Regions from separate parts of the Mus musculus genome. Here region 1 is linked to region 2. The links are chromatin contacts, called in public ChIA-PET maps. All regions are on one chromosome and are shown on one strand. The core of a region is the stretch at or near the end of the contact, and the rest is flanking DNA. Distances in the headings are between cores, read along the strand shown.

What was found. ChIA-PET counts read pairs in DNA pulled down with a chosen protein or histone mark.
Region 1: an RNA polymerase II ChIA-PET map of memory CD8 T cells shows a contact between it and region 2, with 10 read pairs. The contact joins two enhancer-like sites. A contact is called at or near these places in 2 of 484 Hi-C or Micro-C datasets (both in embryonic stem cells) and 1 of 115 datasets of contacts at active chromatin or transcription factors (memory CD8 T cells).

Annotation. Positions count from the first base shown.
Region 1 is chr17:30,196,080-30,201,583 of GRCm38.p6, forward strand. All of the region lies in intron 5 of Zfand3 (zinc finger, AN1-type domain 3), which reads left to right. Among named protein-coding and RNA genes, the nearest start is that of Zfand3, 190 kb to the left of the region's middle. Within about 2 kb of position 1,747, at least 107 of the 459 cell types and tissues checked have an H3K27ac peak or open chromatin away from gene starts, as enhancers often do. A contact at or near this core is called in memory CD8 T cells, where this site is marked.
Region 2 is chr17:29,767,343-29,772,729 of GRCm38.p6, forward strand. No RefSeq gene overlaps it. Among named protein-coding and RNA genes, the nearest start is that of Ccdc167, 53 kb to the left of the region's middle. Within about 2 kb of position 2,514, at least 83 of the 459 cell types and tissues checked have an H3K27ac peak or open chromatin away from gene starts, as enhancers often do. A contact at or near this core is called in memory CD8 T cells, where this site is marked.

The DNA of each region.
Region 1 (5,504 bases), core at 497-2,996, 430 kb after region 2:
CCTGGGTCCTCCGCCCATGGTTCGTGTGTGTGTGTGTGTGTGTGTGTGTGTGTGTGTGTGTGTGTGTGTGTGTGTGTGTGCGCGCGCGTGCGCGCGCGCTGATTTAGCAATGCTAAACTTCCAGAGTTGCTCTCCCCTTCGCTGCAAGCTCTTGTCCTTGATCAGGTGTTGTGCTTATTATCTTCAGTGTGGTTTAATCCAGAACATTCTTACCAACTTTCTGTTTTACAATTTCAATATTTTAAAATAAGGCCCTCTCTGTTGGACATGCACACACACATATACGCACACAAATGTCATGGGTTTTAAGGTCCAAGCGCCCTTCATCTGGGATCTGTTCACTTGTGCACTCTCTCTCAGCTGCTGTCCGTTGTGCTATGAGCTGTCCTGGAGCTTCACTCTGGAAGGCTCAGTGCTCTCCAGTCTCTCGCTGTTGATGCGGTTTGATTCGTGTGCACACTCGACTCTCCACCTCCGCTAGTGCACGCGGTTGTGCGTGCGGCATACTTTGGCAGTATTGTCCATGCTTTCATCAAAGCCTCCCGAGAGGCTGGGCACCGTGGCTTATGCTGTTAATCCCTGCACTTTGGAGACAGAGGCAGGAGATCTTGGAGTTTGCTAATCTGGTCTATACAGAGAATTCCAGGACAGCCAAGGCTACATAGGGAGACCCTGTCCCAAAAAAGCAAATGATGTCCTTGAGGTTTGGCATCTAGTTATGACTCTTGCCTGAACCAGTCTCATGTGACAGTTCAGAATGATTTGATTCCACAGTTTCTGTTTGGCACTGGCATTCTTTGAGTAGAGACACCTTTTTTTTTTTTAAACCTGTAGTTGCCATGGATCCCTCCCTCCCTCCCTCCCTCCCTCCCTCCCTCCCTCCCTCCCTCCCCTGACTCATGAGTCAGTGCTATAGATAATGTTTTCCATTACTCACATTGTTCCACATTTGGCCAATTGAAGTTCTTTCAGCCCCGCTCCTGTCTCCATTGAGGAGTTGAGGGAGGAGTGGGAGCATAACAGGATGTGTCCCTGTGTTTCCCTTCCTCCCCCCACTCCAAAACCAGCTACTTCTGCAAGGGTTGTAGGAGGGGTCCTATGCTGGGCCTGACAGGAAGGCACGCACACACGGAACAGCCTGTCGCCAGACAAGCCAGCACTGGAGTCGTTAGCAAGTTACAAGATGCCTTGAGAGGATGGGCGGGAGGGCTTCATCCCACCTGGAAGGCTGGACTGGCTTCTGCCCTTCAGGCCTTAAGGATGGGTATGGCTTAGATGGAGGAAAGGTGAACACTTGGGCAGTGTTTGTTGTGGGGGGGGGGTTGCAGCTGGGTAGAACTGGCATCAGGTCTAGTAGAAAGAAGAGGCTGCCCGTTCTCGGTTGAGGAGGTCGGATGTTAGCTCAGGGCAAGCACCGTCAGTGGGCAACATGATCTGACTTCTTTTTTTAAGTCAAGCACACAGCCGGAACTAACTGGCTGATGGCAATGGAGAGACCCACTCTGCAGGCCTCCTGCTTTTGAGTCTGGTAATGAAGGCCCACGTTTCCCCTACTCCTGAGGTAACACTAGGATGTGTGCTACCCATGGCTCAAGAGGAAGGTGAGTCTTGTCCACACTCCCAAAAGGGAAAAACTATCCTCTGGTGGGAATTAGCTTAGGTGAGAGAAGTCGCACTCCCCCCTCACTGTGCCGGCTCATACAAAATGGCCACTTCCCCTTCCTGTGCAAGAAGAGCTCTGGGCTAAAACCAAACAGCTGCCGAGTCCCTGTGCTGCTTGTCTGTCACAGCTAACGAAGTGTCAGACCTGCTCCCCTCCAGAGGTCCAGCCTGCCTGGGTGCCTGGCCAGGGCCATGTGGGCACAGCACAGGTGTGGGTGCTGCCCTGCCCAAGCCAAACAGCCCGTGGCAGAGGCTGCATTCATCATATACCAGACACCTGATCTCACCTCAGTGACTGTGTGTAGCTGCCGCCGCCTTAGCTCCTACCAGAGCCCAGACTGTTTATAGACAAATGGCGATATTCTGACATATACATTACTGATATTTTATAGATTTGATCTAGTAATAAACAATTTTGGTTAATTCTTTGTCCAGAATTTAAAAAATTTAAAAATGAATATACAATAACATTTTCCATTCCATAAAATTCTCCGTTTTGCAGTTCAGAAAGTTGAGGTAAATTCATTGAGGTTGTGTAGTCTTTACCGGTGGCTTTTTAGTCCGCCCTTCTAGAAGGACTCAGCCCCTCCAGCACATTCACCCCCTGCCCAGGGCTAGCCAACCACGGACCTGCTTTCTTTGGCAGTTTTGATTTTTCTAGAATTTTAGAGTTCGTGGATTCATAGTGTGTAGTCTTAGGTCTGTGCCACATGGCAGGCTCTGCGAGTCGTCTGTGTTGCTATCAGTCAGTCTTCCTCTGAGAATGCCACATTGAGAGGGTAGGCCGTGTTTACCAGCTGCAGTGAGTGCTACCTAGAAATCTTTAGGTGGAGTGTTGAGTGGTAAGTGAGCGTCTGACACTAGCCAGCACCAGCAGCTTTCCCGGCTGTGCCAGGTCACAGGTCGCCGGCACTGCTTCTCCGTGCTCTTGGCAACCTTCAGCACTGGGCTGCTCCTCTCCAGCTGTCCTAGCGAGTGCCTGTCCACCCAGTGGTAACTCTCTTCTTCTTGCACACACTGAGCATTTTCTCCATGGGCCTTCACTCTGCAGATATCCTGGTGAACTGTCGCTTCACCTTTCAAACATCACTCACTTTACGCACGCACATGTACACACACACACAGACACACACACACAGACCTGAGGCTGCACACTCCCACCCTGCAGCAGCTCCTGCTTTTGAGCCTGATAGTGAAGGCTTGGAGTTGCTGCCCTAAGCGTTTCCAGACGTCAAGCACAAGCCTCTCTCTGTTCACTTAGGTCTTACACTTACTCAGCCCTGTTTTATAGTTCTCAGAGTGTGTCTTCTGTGCAGCTGTCCCAAAGTACTTTGAATTTCTGATGGTACTGTGCTTAGAATCCCCAGTACCTCTTGTTAGATTGTTGTTCCCTCGGGAAGCACAGTAGTTTTTTTTTTGCAGCCTCTCTAGCTCCTGTTAGTGCCACCTTCCTAAGATGCTGCACACGCGTGGCATGTCACCTGTGAACACAGTCACGCTTCCTGGGGCTGTGGGCCTTCCTTCCATTCTTTTCTCCTCTTGTCGGGTAGATGCACAGAGAGGGCCGTAGGTTAAATGCTGAGCACACACTTGCCCTTGGTCCACCTACTGCACCTCCTGCACCCAGGCTTTTCTTCAGTCTTCGGCTGAAATTGTCTTTTCAGCATTAAGTACAATTTAAGGGTTAATTTCCCACCGCTGCCTTCACCCTGGCAAGAGCTAGTGCTTGTGTTTAAGGAGTGTGTCCAAGAGAGTGTGGGAGATGTGCACAGGGCTCAGCAGGGAAGCTGTGTGTGGCTTGTAGGTAGGTTTTCCATACCACAGCGTCACCGCCTGGATTTCCCTGTGGACTGTAGTGCTTACTGTGTCTGTTGACTGCCTGTGCAGTGTCCTTTCCTGCCCTCAGCTGGAGACTTCAGCATCAGTGCACCTCCCTGCCACCCTGTCCTGCCCTGCTGTCCACCTAGGACCCAGCCTGTCTTCGTGAATTCTTTGTGTGTTTCGGTGCCCTGGGTGCCCCTGGTTTAGGACACATGGCCTGAGTGTATTGAGTTATGTGCAGCAGGTTTCTTCTTTGCTTCCTGTGACCTGAAGCTGTTTTCCCCTCCATGCGTCTTGGTGCTCTTCAGCCACAGGATGTAGTAGTTTCTTTCCTCCTCTGCTCAGCCCCAGAATTTCTAGACCACAAATACCAAGCAGACGAGCAGTAAACACTGTTCACCCCTTGAGCCTGTCGCTGCTTTTGCTGGACGATGGCCCAACCCTGGAACATAATTCCTTGTTAGCTGAGATTTCAGTGCCATCTTTTCTCCTAGATGAGTATCAGTGAAGTTTGTGTCTAATTCTGGAAAGTACCGTTACTTAAGCAGGCCAAAGTCTGGATGAGGTCACACAACACAGGTCCTGGAGACAGATTCCAACAAGGCAGCCACTTCAGCTTCTCGTCTTGTTTGCCAGCAGGAGACAGAACACCACCCTGCGATAACAGCAGTGGAAACTGGTTTCTCTGAGCATCTTTTGGGGATGGGGCACAAGACAGGATTTCTCTCGCATAGCTTTGGAACTAGTTCTGTTGACCAGTGTAGCCTCAAACTCAGAGATCCACTTGCCGATGCCTCTCCAGTGCTGGGATTAAAGGTGTGCACCACCTCCCAGCCTCAGCCTGTCTGTTTGCTATGGTCTTGGGTTGTTGGCTCTCACGGTGCTGGGTGTTGTTGGCACTGCAGCTCTTCAGTCTGTGAGACTCAGAGCCAGGCTGCGGGGGAGCCAAGTCCCTGGGACAGGACCAGGAGGGCCTTGAGAGGGCTGGGCTGGGTTAGCTGAGAAGCTGCACCCCTTGCTGACTGACTTAGCACACCTCAGCTCTGCTGAGATGGACTTCACACAGCAGAGTTCAGAGACAGAAACAAAAAAGGTGATTGTGTTAGTGGGTCACTGGAGCACTCAGAAGACCCAGGCGCTGGCTCCCAACAGCCCCCTCCACACCTGTGAGTGAGGCATTCTTCTCATCCTCTCCTCCCAGTCTTGGTTTCCTTGGAGCTTGGGTTCTCAGACTCCCCTACTGTCTGACAGGCTGGATCTGGGCTGTGTGGGGGTGGCAGACAAGTCATATGGACTGACCCCCGACTTCTGACAGCTGCCCTTGGAGTTTTGCAAGGCCCAACAAGCCTCTTCCTCCTGGGTGCTCCCTCCACTCAGGCCAGCGTCCTCTTGGTCTGGGTCAGTCCTGGCCCTCGAGAGGGGGAGCTGAGTTAACACAGGACGGCTTGTGAGTCCTTGTCATTAATACATGGGGCGACATGCTTCTCTGTACTTGCCCTGCCAAGCTACAGATTAATCCAGGAAGAGAGGGAGGCTCTATCTAGATTTACAAGTTAAGGGGCCAGATTTATGTTAATGCTCTTGCTTCGATTAAATCGTTCTTCCCTAGAGCCGAGCTGTTGTACCAGGGTTAATTTTCTGTTGAATTTTGAGTAACTGACCAACATACTAGTGTGGTGATGGGAAGCGGGCAGGAGTGGAGGCTGTGTTGAAGTGACTTCTCCACTGTCCATCCACCCAGGTCATCTGTGACCCCACAGCCTCACATGCTGTCCTTATGTGGCTCTGTGGGAATCTGTGAGCAGATGCTTGGATTGATCACAGCAGTAGAAAAATAAATCTGTTGGCTCACACACATGTCCATTTCAGTCAGTGATTGGGGGGGGGGGGCTTTGTTAGCATTGTGTCCCTTTATGCTAGAAGTCATTCTCTTGTTTTTAGTGAGTTGTCTGTTAGATAAAGTTATTTATTGTCTGTCTTCATTGAATCCTATAAGAATGGAATGAGAATCTCTGCCTCCG
Region 2 (5,387 bases), core at 1,264-3,763:
ACTCCTCTGAAGGTCTAATAACAAGCTGAGGCACAGTTCCCCCAAAGTTCACTCCGGGAAAGCCAAGGAGTTTACTAGGTTCCTTCCAGAGCATACTTGAGGGGTTACTAACAGGGACCTCCCCTCCCTAAGATGCCACACCAGAAAGTCTTTACCCATCAGGAACTGCGGGCCGACTTCCCACAGCAGCACTAATTGTTCAAGTTCCACTTCCCTAGTCTTCCCTAGCCTGTGTACACTCTAGCTCTGTCCCAAGGCCACATACAGTTAGAACAGAATTACGTACAACGGGCCAAATACTCAGGCGAGGGTCTCATGACCCTCCCCAACCCCTGTGGGGGGCACAAACAGCAAATCCAGCTGGGATGAGCCTTTATAAGCAGGTATAGCTGAACTCCTCAAGATGGTGAGTGATTGGCTCAGAGGACAGTCACACACAAGCAGGCCCTAGAGTTGAGGCATAAGCAGTTGGGGTACCACACAGCTCAGACCCCAGCCGACTCCTCCAACAGAAAGATCTCCAAGGAAACCCCTGCTTGTGCCTCAAGCAGACCCCCAGCCTCAAATCTCTGCTGCTTGCTTGGAAAGGGCCACACCTCCTCTCTACTTTTCAGTTCATCCTAGGGCTGACGAGATGGCTCAGTGGGTACAGGAGCTTGCAGGCAAGCATCACAATTTGAGTTCAGCCTGCAGAACCCGTGAAAACTGGCTCCCTCGAGTTGTCCTCTGGCCCCCACATGCTGTCTGTCTGCGTTACCGAGTCTTTCTGCTGCACTATATGATTTATTATTATTTTTAAAGATTTATTTATTTATTATGTGTAAGTATACTGTAGCTGTCTTCAGACAACCCAGAAGAGGGCGTCAGATCTCATTACGGATGGTTGTGAGCCATCATGTGGTTGCTGGGATTTGAACTCACAACCTTCAGAAGAGCAGTTGGTGCTCTTAACCGCTGAGCCATCTCTCCAGCCTTCGTCGTGTTTGCGTGCACACGTGCATGGGGCCCAGGTATTCGGTGAGTTACCCCATTGCTCCCCACTTGGTTTTGGGAGAGAAGCTCTCTGGCTCTCTGGGAAGTTCACCAGTTTGGCCAGCCTGGTCCTCATGCCTCTGGCCCTGCCCAACGCTGGGATTGGAGATGTTCATGCTCGCTGGGGATTCGGGCTCGGGCCTTCCTGCCTGTGCGGCAGACACTTTACCCACTGAGATGTCTCCCCTGCCTCTGCACTCTGCGTCTTGGCTCTCTTTGTCCCTGCCTGCTCTGTTTGCACCCCCACATCTTCTGGGTCTCACCCCCTTGCCCTTCTAGCTGAGACAGCCCCTCTGTTTGTCACCAGCTCGTGCTTAGAGAGCTCACAAGGCAAGTGAAGAGAAAGGGAGGGGATTCTAACACCCCAGCCAGAAACCTGAAGCAAGTGTCGGTGGTGCAGTATCACTGCATAAACACACAGCTGTCCCCTTTACCTCCTCCTGGCAGAAGGGGAGGACCACAGGGGAGGACCACCAGGGAAGGGAGACTGGAAGAATGAACCCAGAGCAGAGATGAATGGTGGGGCCCCGAGAACCAGGCAGAAGAGCTGAAGGCAGCAGTCAGGACAAAATGTGGGTGCAGGTGTCCATGACAGCAGGCACCTCGCTAGGGACTTTCGACATTGATGGCTGGGCAAAGGGAGTTGACATAAGTCTATGACCATGGGATGTGTGTGTGTGAGTGCGCGAGTCTGTGTGTGTGCATGTGTATGTGTGTATGAGAGAAAAGAGAGAGCCTGTGTGTGCATGCATGCATGCATGTAAGTACACATACATAAGCCAATTATATGTAGGCATGACAGTCATTGATACAATTTGCTGAGAACTCGCTGGGGCTCCCAGCCTCTAGGTAGCACTTCCTGACTACCCCTGTGGTTGGAAGGGCCATGTGACCAGTTCTGGCCAATCAGCATTCTTAGCCAGTAGAATTTACTTTTGTGTCTCAGAGGCATGCAAGATCATGTCTCCTCCCCCCCCACTTCCCGCCCCGGCCCCGCAGGTGTGAGCTGTAGCATTTCCGACAGCCTGCCTGGGTCCTGGGGCTGTTTATGATGAGCCAAGCCCAGGAGGGCCTGAAGCGTGAGCCAGAACTGAACTTGGCGGTTTGATCTGACTCCTTACTGCAGTGTAACTTGGCCTACCCTGTCTGATACAAGATCTCATATGTTTACTTAATCATGTACGTGTACCCAACGTGTATGAGGAAGAGTACAAATCTCTGTGTCCTTTAGATTTTATTTAAAATTTCATGTTTGTGTGTGCGTCTGTGCTGTTGGGAGTCACCTTTCCCTCCACCGGGTAGGTCCTGGAGATTGAACTCAAGTCATGCCGGTTCAGGACTTGGCGGCATGTATCTTTAAATCTTTATCTGATAAACCACCTTTCCCTCTGCTGTGTTTCTGACACACACACCCAGCCTTGAGCAAACCGAAGACATCCCCTCCTCCCACCCCCTCACACCTCTCTTCACAGTGAAACATGGGGGTGCGTGTGGCTCTAACTCCAGCAGCCTTGCCTCTGCAGCTGCTCTCACTTCCCCGAGGGAGCCTAAGGTGGCTTTTTCACCGACTTCCGGTTCCATTTCTGATCCCCATATTGCTGGCAGAATGATTCACTCTGGGGTGGGGATGGCGACCTGAACTGGGGCCACTTAGAACTTTGCTGTTGGGACCATCAGGGAAGCACAGGTCTTCCCTTTGGGATGAGAGGGGGCAGGTCTTACCAGGGAGGGGTGCGCAGTCAGGTAGATGGATGCTGAGAGGAAGAGACCACAGGGTGTTGGCCTTGGCGATGCCCGATCTTACTAATGATGCTGCCTGTGGTCACTGTAAGATCCTACCTGGGCTAGGATCTTACTGTTTGATTGATTGATATTGATTGCTTGATTGGGACAGGGTATCACGTGTCTCAAGCAGGCCTGGAACTCACTAGGTGGCTGAAGATGACCTTGAACTTCTGATTCACTTGCCTCGAGTTCCTAAATGCTGGGACTACAGATGTAATCCCACGCCGGTAGTTTGTGCAGTATGGCAGATTGAACCCAAGCCTTGTGAATGCTGGTCCCCTACCAACTGGGTTCAGAGCCGGTCTGGGGTGGATGTGCTGGGGAGAGCTGGCATCTGCCAGGACCATGTCCTGAACCAGCACAAGTTGCATCTTTGTGGCTGGCCCTGACCATTGAAGTAAGTCCCTCTTCCCTGCCTGACACAGACTAAGAGGAAAAGATTCCTCCCCTCCATTTTTCTTGGATCTGAAAAACCAGAAGTCCCTCTCAAGGGGCCAGAGAGATAACTTTGTGGGTAAAGGCACCTGTCGCCAAGCCTGACAGCCTAAGTCAAGTCCCAGGAACCACATAATGGAAGGGCAGAACCAACTCCTACAAAGTTGTCTTTGTTCCTCCAAGCCCATGTCTTAGCAGGCAGGCAGGCAGGCAGGCAGGCACAGACAGAGAGGCAGACACACACACACACACACACACACACACACACACACACACAAATGTAATAAACACATTGTTAGATCCCCTTCAGAGTCTATCCACATCTTTTCTAGTTTTAAGGGACGCTACTACTCCAACGGATTGCATGCCGGGGAGGGGGCACCCCTCTTTAAACTTTAGCTGGACAGTTAGCATCCCTCGCCGGTTTCTCTCCTCCCAGCCCACACCCTCATTAAACTGTCCTTGAATGACTCAGATGGAACGACCCCTGCTTCCTGCCAAACTGGATCATTAATAAGATGTCTAGTAGGCATGACGTACTGTTGCCAACTTCACAGGCACCTTCAGCGCTTCTCATAGATGCTCTCAGCTGCTCCACATCTGCCTCTGCTGCCTCCTGTGTCCTGTCTGTGACCTCACACTCCCCACTCCCACTGCGGTACTTCTCCCAGGGACATAGCCACCCTATCAGGTTCTTCCCACTGCCTCTTCTGATCCAGGCCCAGTTCTTTCTCCTGGCCAGTCAGCTCTGGTCCCCACAGGGTCTTTAGCCACAGTGGAGGCTGGGAGTCCAGCCTTGGCCCATAGACTCTGGTCAGAATTTCCAACTGCTCCTGGAAGCGAGGTTGGGTATTCTTGTTTTTTTGTTTTGTTTTGTTTGTTTGTTTGTTTGTAATTTTTTTTTGAGACAGGGTTACTCTGTGTCGCCCTGGCTGTCCTGAGCTGACTCTGTAGACCAGGCTGGCCTCCAACTCAGAAATCCACCTGCCTCTGCCTCCCAAGTTCTGGGATTAAAGGCGTGAGCCACCACTGCCCATCGAGACTGGGTATTCTTTTTGTTTTTTTGTTTTTATTTTTCTTTAAAGATTTATTTATTTATTATATGTGAGTACACTATATCTGTCTTCAGACACCCCAGAAGAGGGCATCAAATCTCATTATGGATGGTTGTGAGCCACCATGTGGTTGCTGGGATTTGAACATTTGGAAGAGCAGTCAGTGCTCTTAGCTGCAGAGCCATCTCTCCAGCCCCCGAGGCTGGGTAGTCTTGAACGCCTCAAACATAGCACATTCCAAGTTGAAACTCCTTCCCTAAGCCCACTCTCCCTCCATGTGACCTTTCAGAGTGTGAAATAGCCATTTGCCCCCGCACAGAATGCTGTCTGGACGTCCATTTTGCCATCTGTTTCCTTCCTCCCGGGTCCTGTCCAGCCTCAGCATACTGTCATGGCTCTCTGCCATCCACCTTCACCATGCAAGGCTCCTTGAGTGACTCCCAGGCTCTCACACTCTCTGAAACCACCCTCCTCATTCCACATCTGAGCCTGAGACTCCCCTGCTCAAAACCATCCCAAGACAAACTGGACCTGCTGTGATCTGCCCCAGTGTCCCTCTCTCATGCTGACTCCTCCAGGGCTCTCACCCTGGGAGCATGGAGCTGCCTCCAATGCCCCACTCCGCATCACTCTGCCTTGGCTGACCCAGCCTTTCTGAACTTTGGCCCATCCTGGTCAACTTTGGTCAGTCTGTCTGTCCGACTATCCCTCCCTTTTCCCCTCCCCCTCTGTGCTTGTTTTCCTGTTGCTTTCTCTTCCTTCCTTCTTTCCTTCCTTCCTTCCTTCCTTCCTTCCTTCCTTCCTTCCTATCTTCTTTCTTTCTTTCTTTCTTTCTTTCTTTCTTTCTTTCTTTCTTTCTTTCTCTCTCTCTCTCCCTCTTTCTGTCTTTCTCTCTTTCTTTAGACAGGCTTTCACTATGTAGACCAGGCTGGCTTCAAGCTCATAGAGATTGGCAGGTGCCACCATGCCTGGTGTCTTGCTTGTGGCTTAAAGCTACTTTGCTGGCATTTCCTTCAGGTAGGAGCAGGTGTGCCAGTTGGTTTGCTTCGCTCTCAAGACATATAAGAGGGCTGTGACATA